2 separate regions of the Mus musculus genome follow, and region 1 is linked to region 2. Evidence: chromatin contacts called from public HiChIP or PLAC-seq data. All regions are on one chromosome and are shown on one strand. The core of a region is the stretch at or near the end of the contact, and the rest is flanking DNA. Distances in the headings are between cores, read along the strand shown.

Region 1 (6,566 bases), core at 2,806-5,305, 180 kb after region 2:
CTTGTTCTGTTGCTCAGGCTGACCTGGATCTCAGTACATATCCTAGGCAGCCCTGAAACACAAGGCAATCCACTTGTTCCTGTTCCCCTGAGTGTTGGGATTATAGGTGTGACCTGGCTTACAATCTTTCTTTAAAAACAAAATGAAACAAAACAAAAACCTGGGTGTCAGCTGGGTGATGGTGGCCCATGCCTTTAATCCCAGCACTTGGAAAGCAGAGATAGTCTCTGAGTTGGAGGCAAGCCTGTTCTAAAGAGTGAGTTTCGGGCTGGAGAGATGGCTCAGTGGTTAAGAGCATCAACTACTTTTCCGAAGGTCCTGAGTTCAAGTCCCAGCAACCACATGGTGGCTCACAACCATCTGTAATGATATCTGACACCCTCTTCTGGTACATCGGAAGACAGCTACAGTGTACTTCGACATAATAAATAAATCTTTAAAAAAACAAAACAAACAAACAAAAAACCTAAAGAGTGAGTTTCAGGACAGCCCGGTCTACACAGAGAAACCCTGCCTTTAAAAAAAAAAAAAAAGAAAGAAAGAAAAAGAAAAAAAAAGACCAAATTAGCCAAAAAAAGACCAGGGTCTCACTGGATAACCCAGGTTGGCACTAGCCAGGAACTCTGTGTAGACTGGGCTATGTGCCTGTCTCTTCCTCCTTGGTGCTGAGATTAAATGTGCGCCATCACGCCTGGCTTGGACTCACAATTTCAAATGGGGCAGCAGTCATCCTTCTCTGCTCTCCTCAATCTGACTGGCTTTCTTTACTTTTTGTGTGCGGTACACACATACATATATGTATGTGTATACATACATACATATATGTGTGCTTCTTACACTTTTCCTGGCCTCTCTTCTGATGGCCTATTGAGCCTTGTGTTGTTTTCATGTGGCAAGGCTGTCTTCCTGACTTATTTCTTTAAGACTTGCCAAAAGTCCTGGAAGTCTAGCCTGGGCACTCTCAATTTAAAAAGAAGAAGAATAAAGGCTGAGCTAGCGGGGCCGGATCGAGAAGGAAAATAAATAAATAAGGGCTGGAGAGATGGCTCAGCGGTTAAGAGCACTGGCTGCTCTTCCAGAGGTCCTGAGTTCAATTCCCAGCAACCACATGGTGGCTCACAACCATCTGTAATGGGGTCTGATGCCCTCTTCTGGAGTGTCTAAAGACAGCTTCAGTGTACTTACATATAATAAATAAATCTTTAAAAAAAGAAGAATGAGAAGGAAGAGGAGAAGGAGTGGTAGTTTCATCTCAACAGGACTCAAGGACTTCTTGTTTCATTTGAACAAGCCACCTAGCCCCTCAGTTTTTCATCTGGAATGTAAGGATAACGGCTGTATCCAGGGCAGTTGTAGGGATGGAGTAGTAGCATGCAGTGTAAAAGCACCCAGTGCAAGTTCAGCCATCAGTAAAGGCAGTTATTATTGATCCTATCCAGCACCCTGCGATCTTCTGTCCTTGAACCTGGTGCTTTTCACTTGCTCATGTGTTTTCCTTCCAGGACTCATATTGGGCACCTAGGACTGAGGCATGCCTGCCCCCAAGAAATTCAGAGCCAGCGGGAAATGGGGATACAGATTATAAGGCATTACGGTCAGCAGACAAAGAAAGCAAAAGGCAATATAGAGAGTGGCCAGGGAAGGCTTCCCAGAGGAGGTGCTGCCCAAGGGAGGGTCACTAGCGAGAGCAGCACAAAGCCAGAGCCACAGCAGTTCCCCAGAGGGGAGCATCCAGTGGGAAATGGGGAGGAGGAAGCAGCATGGTCCAGTCAGTTGGGGAACTTGAACTTTATCTTGAAGAACAAGGTAAAGAGTTTCTGCGGGATCTAGCAATAGGTCAGGTTTATCAAGGTCAGGTTTACATTTCCCACAATTCACTGCGGGGTAGATATGTGATGCAGAGATTGATGGATGAGTAGTTGTGTCCCAGGGACAGAAATGGGCAGATAAGATAAACAGGACACCAGGTTATCCTGGTGCAGTGGGGGCAGGGGAGGGGCAAGGCTCACAGTAGATAACATTAACTATTGTGTTAAATGTTTAGTTCACAGTGTCTAACATCATTACATGTTAGTAGCTCAGTAGGGTGCCTTTGAGCCCCCTAGCACGAGGCGGCAGAGGGCAGCCTGGATTACATAGCCAGTTCCAGGATGGCCAGAGCTACATAGTGAGATCCTGTCTCAACACTTCCCCAGACACACACACAGACACACACAATCTGAGGGAGAAGGGGGCACTATTTATTTGAAGAGGGGGAGGGAACATTTTAGATATATGTCTGGAGAAGGTCCTCAAGCAGATTGCTTAGGAAAAGGATTGAAGGGCTTAATCTATTGGCAGATAGTAGGTCCAATTTGGAGCTTATGAGATTTCTGCACAGTAGGTCATCAGGCCCCCAAACCCACCAGCAAGCCTAGACCAAGTCTGGGAGAGCATGCACTAGCAGAATGGCTGGCGAAGGTTCTGGGCACCAGGGGGCGCACTCGAGCTGAGGGAAGCTGAGTCAGGCTGCTGGGGACACCCTTAGCTCTAAAGCAAGCCGGCTCTTGAAGTGTGGAGAATCTGAGGGATACCGAGTGTTTTCTGAGGGGAGGTTAGTGCCTCTCGTCAGGGAGACTCGGACGGACAGCCAAATCTTTCGTGCTGAGGCTCCATTCCACGTCCAAGCAGGTCCTCAGAGCAGCGCAGCTCCGCTGATGATACAGAAAGGACGGAGCTCTTTGGACCCCTAGTGATCTATCGCGCTCTCCAAAGTCAGACTTAGACTAACTAGGTGCTCGGGATTGCTCACAGCATGAAGAAGGGTGGACGAGAAAGTGTGCCAGCCACATGAAAGAGTCGTTTGGGAAAGTGGGAGGGCAGGGCATGCCAAGGTGACCGGCCTGAACACTGACCGGTCTCTGAAGGCACCGAGAAAAGAGGGCGCGGGATGGGGATGGCGACAACTGGAGGACCAGGGGCTCTTAGTCCAAAATCCTGACTACAGACCCTTAAGGGACACCGATTAAAGACCAGGCAGGAGGCACCTGATTCCAGGCAAGGACCCGGTGAGTCGGGAGATCTAGCAGGGATGCGGTAATTATGCCACGACCTGGGTCGGGGTGTTCTGATACCCGTAGACAGCGCCTGGATAGGACAACGGGGGCTAGGCAGCGAGGAGCCCGGACACAAAGCCCAAGGAGCAGGCCGGGAAACAGCACAAAAGGGCGGTAATGGCCTGCGGAGTTGGAGCATCCGGCCCTGGTTCTCTCCGGGCGAGAACGGTGGTCTATACTGCGGGCCGAACCGCACGGTGCTTGGAGCCCAGCTCGCTGTGGACCAAGACTCCCTGAAACGCTGACCCATGAACTTGACAAGGAAGAGGGCAACGAGAAGGGCGTGGGGCGATGCCCGCGGCGGTCACCGGGTCGAGGGGCACTCCAGTTTAACTGGGTAGAGCTGGGCCTGCCCGAGCCGCCCCCCAGCCCCCCCATTCCTCTTGTTTGTCTCCAAGTCCGGCCGGAACCGGCTTCTGCTCGCCGGGGGGCGGGTGGGTAGCTGCTGATTGGCCGACGCCTGTTTCCAGCCCCACTCAGCCAATCAACGGGCGGCAGTGTTTTTCATCTTAGGATAGGAATAAAAGGGCTGGAAATAAAGGGGACAGAAAAGGCGCCGGGCGGGCCCGATACACACTGGTAGGAGCCGGGTGAGCTGGACTCCCAGGATCCGGGTCTCAGACGAGGGTGCGAGAACCTGAAGCCGCTCGCAGGCAGGGGTTGGAGGGAAGGTGCATACTTGTCAGAGGGACGACACCGGGAGGGAGACGTAACGAAAAAGGCCAGGAGGACAGAGGGACGGGATCCGCTTCTATGGAAACGGGCTAATCGCCGGGGTAACAGCCCGACACGGGGGTCGCGCGGTTGGCTCGCGCCGCCGGTTTGAACCGGCTTCGCCTCTCCCATGCGGGGTTCGCGTGGCGGTAGCGCCTAGCGACCTAAACACTAACCAATGGCGCGGCAGTTCCTGTGCGGTCCCGCCAATGAAAGCGCCGTGGGCGGGCCGTTTCGGGGCTCCCTGTGCTGATTTTGTGGTTGAAGGAACAAGCACTAAGGAAGGGTCTCGAGTGCGGGCGGGCGGGAGCCTGTCAGGGTCCCTGGGAGTGGCAGCTCTCAGGTGAGCCTCTGCTCAGGTGACCTTACTACGAGCTGCCTCCCTTTCCGGCCCCCAAAGTGGCTGTTCAGTCTTGCTTGGGATCAGGACCCGCTCCACGTCCTTGAGCATAATTAGCCCTTTTCCAGCTGCCATGCCTCAGTTTACCTCCGAGTGAACTAAGGGAGAAGCCTTTCCTCTTGGCCAGCGGGGCTCCACTGTGGCCTAAGGTAGCGTTACCAGGTAGCTGCGGGTACGGGGTGGCCCAGGTCCCTGACAGGGCTAGGGTTCTTTTCTTTTGCGGCGGGCACCTATAGCCTGGGCTGCAAGGGACTGACAGGCTGTGCGCCAGCGGCTACACGGGTTGGGTAGAGCCACCGCTGAAGCTGAGGTCTGCGCGCAGGTGTCTGCAGAACCGGAGCCCGACCACCGCCACACCGCACCATGGCGCCCACCCTGGCCACTGCCCATCGGCGCCGCTGGTGGATGGCCTGCACCGCTGTGTTGGAAAACCTCCTTTTCTCCGCAGTCCTCCTGGGCTGGGGTTCGCTGCTCATCATGCTCAAGTCCGAGGGCTTTTACTCCTACCTGTGTACGAAGCCAGGTGAGATGGGCGCCTCGGTCGGGGGCAGGTTTCTGGAGTGGGTCTTTGGGAGAGGGCGGTTGGTGGTGAAGATGTAAGCCAGCTATGCCTGCTTGCTGCACAGCGCCTCTAAGTGCCAAAAAGCCCATTTGATCCTCATCCAGCTCTCTGGGTGCGTATCATTATCATCGTCCCTGTTTGTGGATGGAGAAACTGAGGCTGGGACAAGTCTTCCATTTGCCCAAGCTGTAGACTAATAGACTAATAGACTCCTGCGTGCAGTCAGGAACGTTGCTGGCCTTCTGGTCTTCCAGGGCCTGCAGCATTGCTTGCCTTGCAAAAAAAAAAAAAAAAAAAAAAACATGTGTAAGAAAGAGGAACTCTCATAGGCCGGGGTGCAGCAGGAGAGAGGAAGTGGCTTCGCCTCCACCCGAAGGAAGGTTCATCTAGACCTACATGTTTTTAAGTCAGGCCATTATGGAGTCCCCTTAAAGGCTTGCCAAGATAGAATTTCTTGTCTATTTTTGCTGCTTTATGATTCTCCAAAGGCCATTTCCTCTCCTGAACTGTGAGAACATCTCAGTGGCTTTCAAAACATCGTAGGGAGGAAGAGGAAGGGAGACAGTGGTAGAAGGATGCTTAGACTCTCCAGGACAGACTGCAGGCAGGCTGAGGCTGGCCCACACTACCCCCACCCTTCCTTCTGCCACTCCTGTCTTCATACCCTGGTTGCTGTAGGGTCATCAGTGGGGCCGAGTCAGCTGCCATCCTCTCCCCTTCTTAGGCATCCTTGGTAAGAACTGCTTCTTGCCTTTGTCTCTTGTCTCTGCCCCACCCCGTACCCAGGCTTGACTCTGTAGGTCACTGCTGGCATGTCTTTTTTATTTCTAGAGTCCTATTCATTTACTTTTTTACTTTAAATTTTTTCTTACATTTTTTTATTCATTTATGGGGGCCACAGAACTGGATGACTGACAGAGGACTGCTGTCGATGACAGAGGACTGCTGTCGATGACAGAGGACTGCTTTTGGTTGTTGACACTCTTTTTCCACTATGTGAATTTATGAGGTCAAACTCAGGTTGACAGACTTGGTGGCAAGAGGTTCCACGCCCTGAGTGTCATCTCTAAGAAGTGGGCTTGCTATTTATTTTATTTTATTTTCAAAATAGGGTTTCTCTGTGTAGCCCTGTCTGTCCTGGAACTCAACCCCTAGACCAAACTTGCTTCAAACTCAAGGATCTACCTGCCTCTGCCTCTTGAGTCCTGGGATCAAAGTGCACCATTATTGCTGGGCTCTCAAGAATTTTTTTTTCCCTGAGACAAGGTTTCTCTGTGTAGCCTTGGCTGTCCTGGAACTCACTCTGTAGACCAGGCTGGCCTCGAACTCAGAAATCTGCCTGTCTCTGCCTCCTAAATTCTAGGATCAAAGGTGTGCGCCACCACTGCCCGGCTCTAAAAATTTTTTTGTCTGTAAGGTTGTTTGGTCTTTTGTTCTTCACAAAGGATCTTGCTATGTAGCTGAGGCTAGCCTTTAATTTGTAATAATTCCATCTCATTCTCCTAAGTGGTGGGCTGACAAGCCTATACTGCCTCACCCAGCCTCTCATTCTTAGCAGGAAGGGAAAGCCTTGGACCTGCTCCCACTGCCTGGACCCGAGTCAGTTAGTCTTCACTTCCCTTCTCTGATCTGCCCAGAGGATCCTTAGTGTACAGAGCTTAGCAGGAGAGGAGAAAGGTGGGAGAAAGGGAGAGACCAAAGGCCACCTGGGAGAGGGCAGAAAGCCTATCATTTATAACCAACCTTTAGCCTTTAGCACTCAAAAATGTTTCCTAATAGCCTAAGGTTTCTTGGC
Region 2 (6,748 bases), core at 572-3,071:
TACCAAATAAACATGTACACCTGTGATGATTGCTAGCTGTACTAGCAGAAGCTAAACACTAAATCTAGAAACTCAGTCCTCCAACTAGCCCCTTGCTCGGCTTCAGCCTCATTTTTACAAACAAGGGAAAGAGTTTGGAATGTTGCCCAAAGCCATACATAAGTGAACAAAAAGGAGTTGGAGTCTCCAAATGCATGGATTTGGGCTAGTTACTTTGCCAACCAACTCAGTAACAACTGAGCTGAACAGGAACACTGTGGTAGCAAAAGAAACTGGAACTATCAATGGCCTCTAGAGCAAAAATATATTTAAAAAGAAAAAAACAAACAAGGCCTGGCAAGGAGACTGTGAGAAGAGTGTGCTGACTGAAATTGACTAGTTCAGCCAACAAAAGACTATTCCAGGGCTGGTGAGATGGCTCAGTGGGTAAGAGCACCCGACTGCTCTTCCGAAGGTCAGGAGTTCAAATCCCAGCAACCACATGGTGGCTCACAACCATCCGTAACAAGATCTGACTCCCTCTTCTGGAGTGTATGAAGACAGCTACAGTGTACTTACATATAATCAATAAATAAATCTTTAAAAAAAAAAAAGACTATTCCAGTGGGGATGGAAAAGTTAAGTGTGGAGTTAAAATATACTTCAACTGGTGATGGACTAGGTGTCCAGAGTCGGGCAAAAGGATGCTCTGTGGTAGAGGTGCCTGCTGTGTAAGCCCAGCTACCTGAGCTCAATCCACAGAATCCACAGCGGAGTGGGAAGAGAAACAACGTCCCAGAGTTGTCCTCTGGCATCCGACGCACATTCGCCATCCCCAAGATGTCATACATATGTGTACATACTACACACTGGCGCACGCGCACACACACTCTTTTTTAAAATTCAGACTTAGAGGGACATAAAGGATTTGCTCTGATATATGTTCAATTGAAAATGACTTTGAAGATAGAGGGCAGATCGAAGGAAGCTCAGCAGGAAAGAATTAATAACATGCAGGTGAAGGGCTATAAACTAGTCTGCAGAGGGCCTTGGCTCGACAAAAAAATCTATGGGGTTTGCCGGTAAAATAAGGAAAAAGTTGTCAACATGAAACACAGAACACTAGCAAGAGAGGAGTGTTAGCAGAAAGAAGCCAACAAGCTCAAACAATTAGGTCGGCTGAAAAATTTTAAAATGTCTTCTGATTTGGCTACTGGGAAGCCACTGGTGACTTCGGTCAGCGTTTTCTCTCTCGTGACCAGAGAGATGTCTAGTAGCAATAATGAGTTAGGAGGATGTAAAAGAAGTAAAACAGCCGAAAACAAGTCCAAAAAGTTTGGGGTGATGGAGAAAGGGAGGAAACAGAGGCCGCCGAAGATAGACAGCGGCATGTTTATTTGTCTTGTTTTCTTAGATGTAAACAAACTAAAAAAACTCGTGAGTTCTTCTGCCAGTACCGGGTTGCCTCCAGCATCCTCTGATGGTCTTAGAGACCCCGGGATGCTCCCCCGCGGCCGTATAATTTCCTCCCTGACGCTCTCCCGATCGACAGCGGCTCCCTCCCCGGGTCCTCTTTGCACCGCTCCAAGGCCGCGCTGCTAGGGCCATCGAGCCCGCTCAGGGTCGTCTCCTTACCTCGATGGCCCCCTCGCTCAGGTGTCCCACCATGGCTGCACCGCTAACTCCCGCGCTCGCGCTCTTGCACCGCCTGAGCTTCTCTGCCGGGGTCCCGCGGGCTGCTCAACGATTGGCTAGAGCAACTGTGCGTGCCGATCCGCCCCCAGCGTGAGCGCGGTGCGAGGGGCGGGCCTAGACGCCGATAGCCACCGCATTGGCTACCGCGCGGCAGGCAGAGCACGTGACTCTTCCGAGGCCGGGTTCGAGGCCTAGTGGCGGGATGGCGGGACGTGAGGGCGGGGCGCTGGGTCGCAGTGCGCCTGTGTCAGCGCGGTGCTACTGAGTTGTTCCCCCGCCAGCTGTCGGAACTTTGCCCGCCCAGTCCTTTGGCGGACAGACAGAATGGCAACCCAGGGAACAGTCGGAGCTCTCCCCTGGTAACTGCTGCTAAATATAGTCAAAGCAGTGACCTGGGTACTTCTTCACGCAGTGCGTGCCCGGCGCCGGTGCCAGGCCCAGAGCTTGGCACTGTGGGATAAACAAGGTAAATCAGACTCAGTCTCCGCCCTCTTGAGTTCCACCTGAGAGTTGTGGCCGCAAGGAACCCAGCCTCAAGGATGGTAGACGCGATATGGGCCACACATGTGGAGCTCCAGAGTGGGGGTCAAAAATCAATCAGGCTTTCGAGAGGCGATGCGGTTTGAACTGAGTTAAAGTGTGTGTAGAAATTTGTCAGGTGGATTCCAGTGAGGATAGTGATGTTCCTAAAAGCCCAAATGGCCTATGCAAAAGTATTGGAGAGCCTGGCGTGCTGGCTGGCTCTGATCTGTTTGTAATCCCAGCCTTTGGGATGTAGAAGCAGCAAAAGTTCAAGGTCACCCTTAACACCGTTGAGTTCGAGGTCAACCTGAACTAAATGAGACCCTGAAAAATCAAAATTTGGGACCCAGGCGTGGTGGCATTCGAGGTAAAAGCAGGCAGATCTCTGAGTTCGAAGCCAGCCAGGCTAACATAAGATCCGGTCTCAAAAAAAAAAAGTAATAAAAATAAAAAGGGAGAGAGGCTATATGAACTGAAAGAAAGACCTGGAGATCAAAACAGAAAACTGAGCCGTCTAAGAAATGAAAATATTTAACTTCATAGTTGCTGGAGTAAGAAGTCTGGAAAACTTTGGGCAACTAAGGTAAACAGGTCTAGAAAGACTGGAATAGTAGCCATCTACTGGTATTTTGATCTCTGTTTGTACAACCACAACCTACTATAGTTTCTCAAACAGTTCCAAAGAATATGTCTGGGTGAATTGGTACCACACCACAGATTAACTCTCCTTCAGCATATCAACAGCTATAGAAAACCCCAGAAGAAATGATTTTGGTTGCGTGTCACTTGGTAGGATGAAATCTCGATTTTCTAGAACTATGCATTAATAGAAAGCTGAATCTTCATGTTCTGACTTTACAGAGCTGCGGCAGCATGGATCTACCGGTGGATGAATGGAAGTCCTACCTACTTAAGAAGTGGGCTTCACTCCCGAAGTCTGTGCAGGACACAATTTCTACAGCAGAGACTTTGAGCGACATCTTCCTTCCTTCTTCTTCCCTTCTTCAGTAAGTGAATGGAAACTTCAGGGAAATTTTGGTCTGGAAAATGTTCTGCCTTGTCATTTGGTCTGAATATCTCTTTTTTATAGGAGAGAGTAGCTTTATATTTTTTATAGTATGGGGCATTTAGCAGTTACTGTTGGTTTTCACGTTTCTCCCTAGTCTGTGATTATAGAATGGGTAGGCATAACTGCTTTCCTCTTTTGGTATGTGTTATACTTAAGTAATTTAGTATCTTGCTGTCGTCCCAGTGCTGTCACTCAAAGGATATGGTGCAGGTTGTGTAGCTGCCCATAGAAGCTCATTCAGTACTAATAGTGAGAAAGAACCCTAGCAATTGTTTAGTTGAGACCCAGAAATTTTCAAATTCTATGGACTGCATTCACTGGTGAGATAGACATTTTATATCACAACCTAGTAAATGTATACATAGGTAGAAGTCTCATTTACTCAGCAAATCTTATTTTTTAATTTTTAATTATCTGAAATTAAAATATAATTACATCATTTCCCTACTTCCTGCCTCCAACCTTCCCATGTACCCCTTCCCACTTTGCTTTGCTCTCTCTTAAATTCATGGCCTCTCTTTTTAAGTTGTGTGTGTGTATGTGTGTATTCCTAAATGCAATCTGCCCATCCATATGATGTTACTTGTGCGTATATGGCTTCAGGACTGACCAGTTTGTTTTGGATAACCAGCTTGGGTGGGGCTTGAAGGGTAGAGGAGTGTTCCCTGGGGAAGACTACCCCCCCCCCAACATTCCTTAGTTGCTTAGAGTTCTTTGTCTAACGTTGGACCCCTGTAAGAATTTTTTCCCCTTTCAGGTTAACCTATATAAATAAGACTTTCAGGCCTTGTTCTTGAGACTTCAGAGGTCTAGAAATGTCCCTGACATTTCTAGGAGATGCAGTCTCACCTCTGACTTTCTTCTTCCTCTGGTTCTTGGAATCTTTCCACCCCCTCTTCCTCCATGTTCCCCGAGCCTTGGGTGCAAGAGTGCTGAGCACCACATGATCACATGTTCAGTAAATATTAGTGCTCTGTGGCAGTCAAGAACATTAATCCCTGCAGTCTGGAGGCAGAGGCAAAAAGATTGTTTCAGCAGCACATATACTAAAAATTGGAACAAAACCAGTCAAAGAACCACACTCACCAGGAAAGGATGTGAATGTGGATGCACCGAGCAGGGTCAGGCAATAGCAGCGAGGTAGCCACGCCCGCTTAGGCTTCTGACCCACCGGACTGTGAGGATCATAACTGGCTGTTGTTTGGAGCTGCTCAGCTTGGGTAGTTTGTTGAACAGAAGTAGAAAACTCGTTGGCAGAGGCTTGAGTGTGATGTGAGCTGATTATATCTTCAAAGAGAGATGATCAAACTAAGCCTGCAGGATAAAGCCATCCAACTGTATGTTTTTCTCCTAGGACCACAGCTAAGGATGGCTTTTTACCAGATAAAAGTTTGCAGTTGATTTTAAGATAAAGAGCACTGGCCATGAACCCTAATTAAACAAAAAAGGACTTTTTTTTTCTTTTTTTAAACAAAGAAGGCCAGTGAGCTGGCACAGGAAGTAAAATGCTTGCCTTCCAAAGATACAAGCCTGACCACCTACTGTGTAAGCCTGACCACCTACTGTGCAAGCTTGATGACTTGAGTTCAATCTCTAGGACCCACACAAAGGTGGAAGCAGAAATCCAATTCCACACACATGCTGTGGAATATGAATAAACACAAAAACACTAATAATTAATAAAAATAATAACAATAATCTAAAAAAGAAACTAATCCCACTGCTGCCATTAGTAAACTTACATTACAAAAAAAATACACTCTGTTATATTTTTTAGTTTTGTCAAAAGGTTTTAGAAATCTCTGCTATAATGAATAACTATAATTAATATCCACTTCTTGGCTTTCAAAGCCTAAGTACTCTAGTTTTCTACACGGAAAGTTTGCTGAGCCCTGATTTTTCTTTTTAATGATTTTCAATTTAAATCTCTTTTTACTTCTGTGTATGTGTGTGTACCATGTGCATGCATGTACATGTGCAGTTTACACATGGTGGTCAGAGGACGGCTTTGGAGAGTAGGTCCTTTGCTTCTACCTCGTGGGTTCTAGGCTTAACCTTAGATCATCAGTCATGGCAGGAAGTGCCACCAGAGCCGATCAGTCTCACTGGTCCTGAGCCCTGCTTTAAAGAACTGCTTGTCTGCTGTGTCAAGGATAGGCAGCAGAAGGAGCCAGGGTAGAAGCAGAGAAGCAGTAACCTCAATAAGAAAATGGACTCAGGCCAGCGTGAGTGTAGTCAGGGGAGGAAGAAGCATTTGGACTCTGAGGTACATTTAATGGCAATTCTTTTTTTTTTTTTTTTTAGATTTATTTATTTAATATATGTGAGTACACTGTAGCTGTCTTCAGACACACCAGAAGAGGTAATCAGATCCCATTACAGATGGTTGTGAGCCACCATGTGGTTGCTGGGATTTGAACTCAGAACCTTCAGAAGAGCAGTCGGTGCTCTTAACCTCTGAGCCATCTCACCAGCCCTAATGGCAATTCTTGAGATGAGAGGTGTTGTGTTGTGGAGTGTGAGAGGTAAAACTGACCCTAGGGAGAAGGGAGGAGGGTGACATTGCCAAATCTGGGAACCGCAGATGGGGAAAGGAGTCACACTCCGTGTTTGAGTTGCACGTGCCCCAATGGTAATGTCTAACTATGTTTGGAATTTAAGAGAGAGGCCTAGGATAGAGAAACAAACCTGGGGCGTTTAGAGCCAGAAACTGACTAAGCCTCCAAGCAAGAGTGTGTGGCTGCTTACCGCATGTGCTGTGCTGTGACAATATGCCCTCTGCTTGCCTCATTTTGAAATGCTAATCAGAACCCACTAAATTAATTTCATGACCCACTGAATCATGACCTGCAACTTGAAAAAAGCTGAAAAATGTCTAAAGCGGTCTACAGCATCTGTGGATTCCCCTCACAGAATTCCAAAAATGGTTGGGAACTGATGAAAATATGGCTAATAGGCAGACTTTGGCTAGATAAGTTATTCTGGTTTACTAACAGAAACATGTGGTAAATAAACAGGAATCAATTGACTATTTGGTACATTGGCAGGAACAGTTAATTAAAGAGGGGTGTTAATGTGTAATAGACGAGTTCCTAGCCTGGTGTGGTGGCACACGCCTTTAATCCCAGCACTTGGGAAGCAGAGGCAGGCAGATTTCTTAGTTCGAGGCCAGCCTGGTCTACAAAGTGAGTTCCAGGACAGTCAGGGCTACACAGAGAAACCCTGTCTCAAAAAACCAACCAAACAAACAAGCAAACAAAAAATAGAGGAGTTCCTTCAGATTCTAGCCTGGGCTTTCTTCCCTGTACTCTTTGTATTTTCAGCTGAGGCACTTACATTCAGAACAATGACATCAGTTTTCTCTGGAATGTCTCTAAAACGGAATTCAAGTCCTAACTTCTTTTCTGAGTCTCAAATTGATAAATCTATCATATCCAGAAACAAACACATGATTTTACCATCAAAATCAGATTCACTTCCAGT

The links. HiChIP or PLAC-seq counts read pairs in DNA pulled down with a chosen protein or histone mark.
Region 1: a contact with region 2 is called in an H3K4me3 HiChIP or PLAC-seq map of the SCID.adh cell line, with 24 read pairs. The contact joins the promoter of Slc43a2 here to the promoter of Smyd4 in region 2. A contact is called at or near these places in 18 of 39 promoter capture datasets (the 3T3-L1 cell line, 3T3-L1-derived adipocytes, the C10 cell line and 14 more), 3 of 484 Hi-C or Micro-C datasets (embryonic stem cells and uterus), 4 of 115 datasets of contacts at active chromatin or transcription factors (the SCID.adh cell line, embryonic stem cells, memory CD8 T cells and 1 more) and 3 of 9 other capture datasets (adipose tissue, liver and pancreatic islet).

What each region holds. Positions count from the first base shown.
Region 1 is chr11:75,528,057-75,534,622 of GRCm38.p6, forward strand. It overlaps Slc43a2 (solute carrier family 43, member 2), which reads left to right and starts at 4,056. Exons shown (of 14, transcript NM_001199283.1): 1 at 4,056-4,358; 2 at 4,532-4,732. The coding sequence starts at 4,573.
Region 2 is chr11:75,346,612-75,353,359 of GRCm38.p6, forward strand. Smyd4 (SET and MYND domain containing 4) reads left to right here and starts at 1,822. Exons shown (of 11, transcript NM_001102611.1): 1 at 1,822-2,140; 2 at 3,058-3,203. The coding sequence starts at 3,070. Rpa1 (replication protein A1) reads right to left here and starts at 1,772. Exons shown (of 17, transcript NM_026653.2): 1 at 1,615-1,772. The coding sequence starts at 1,647.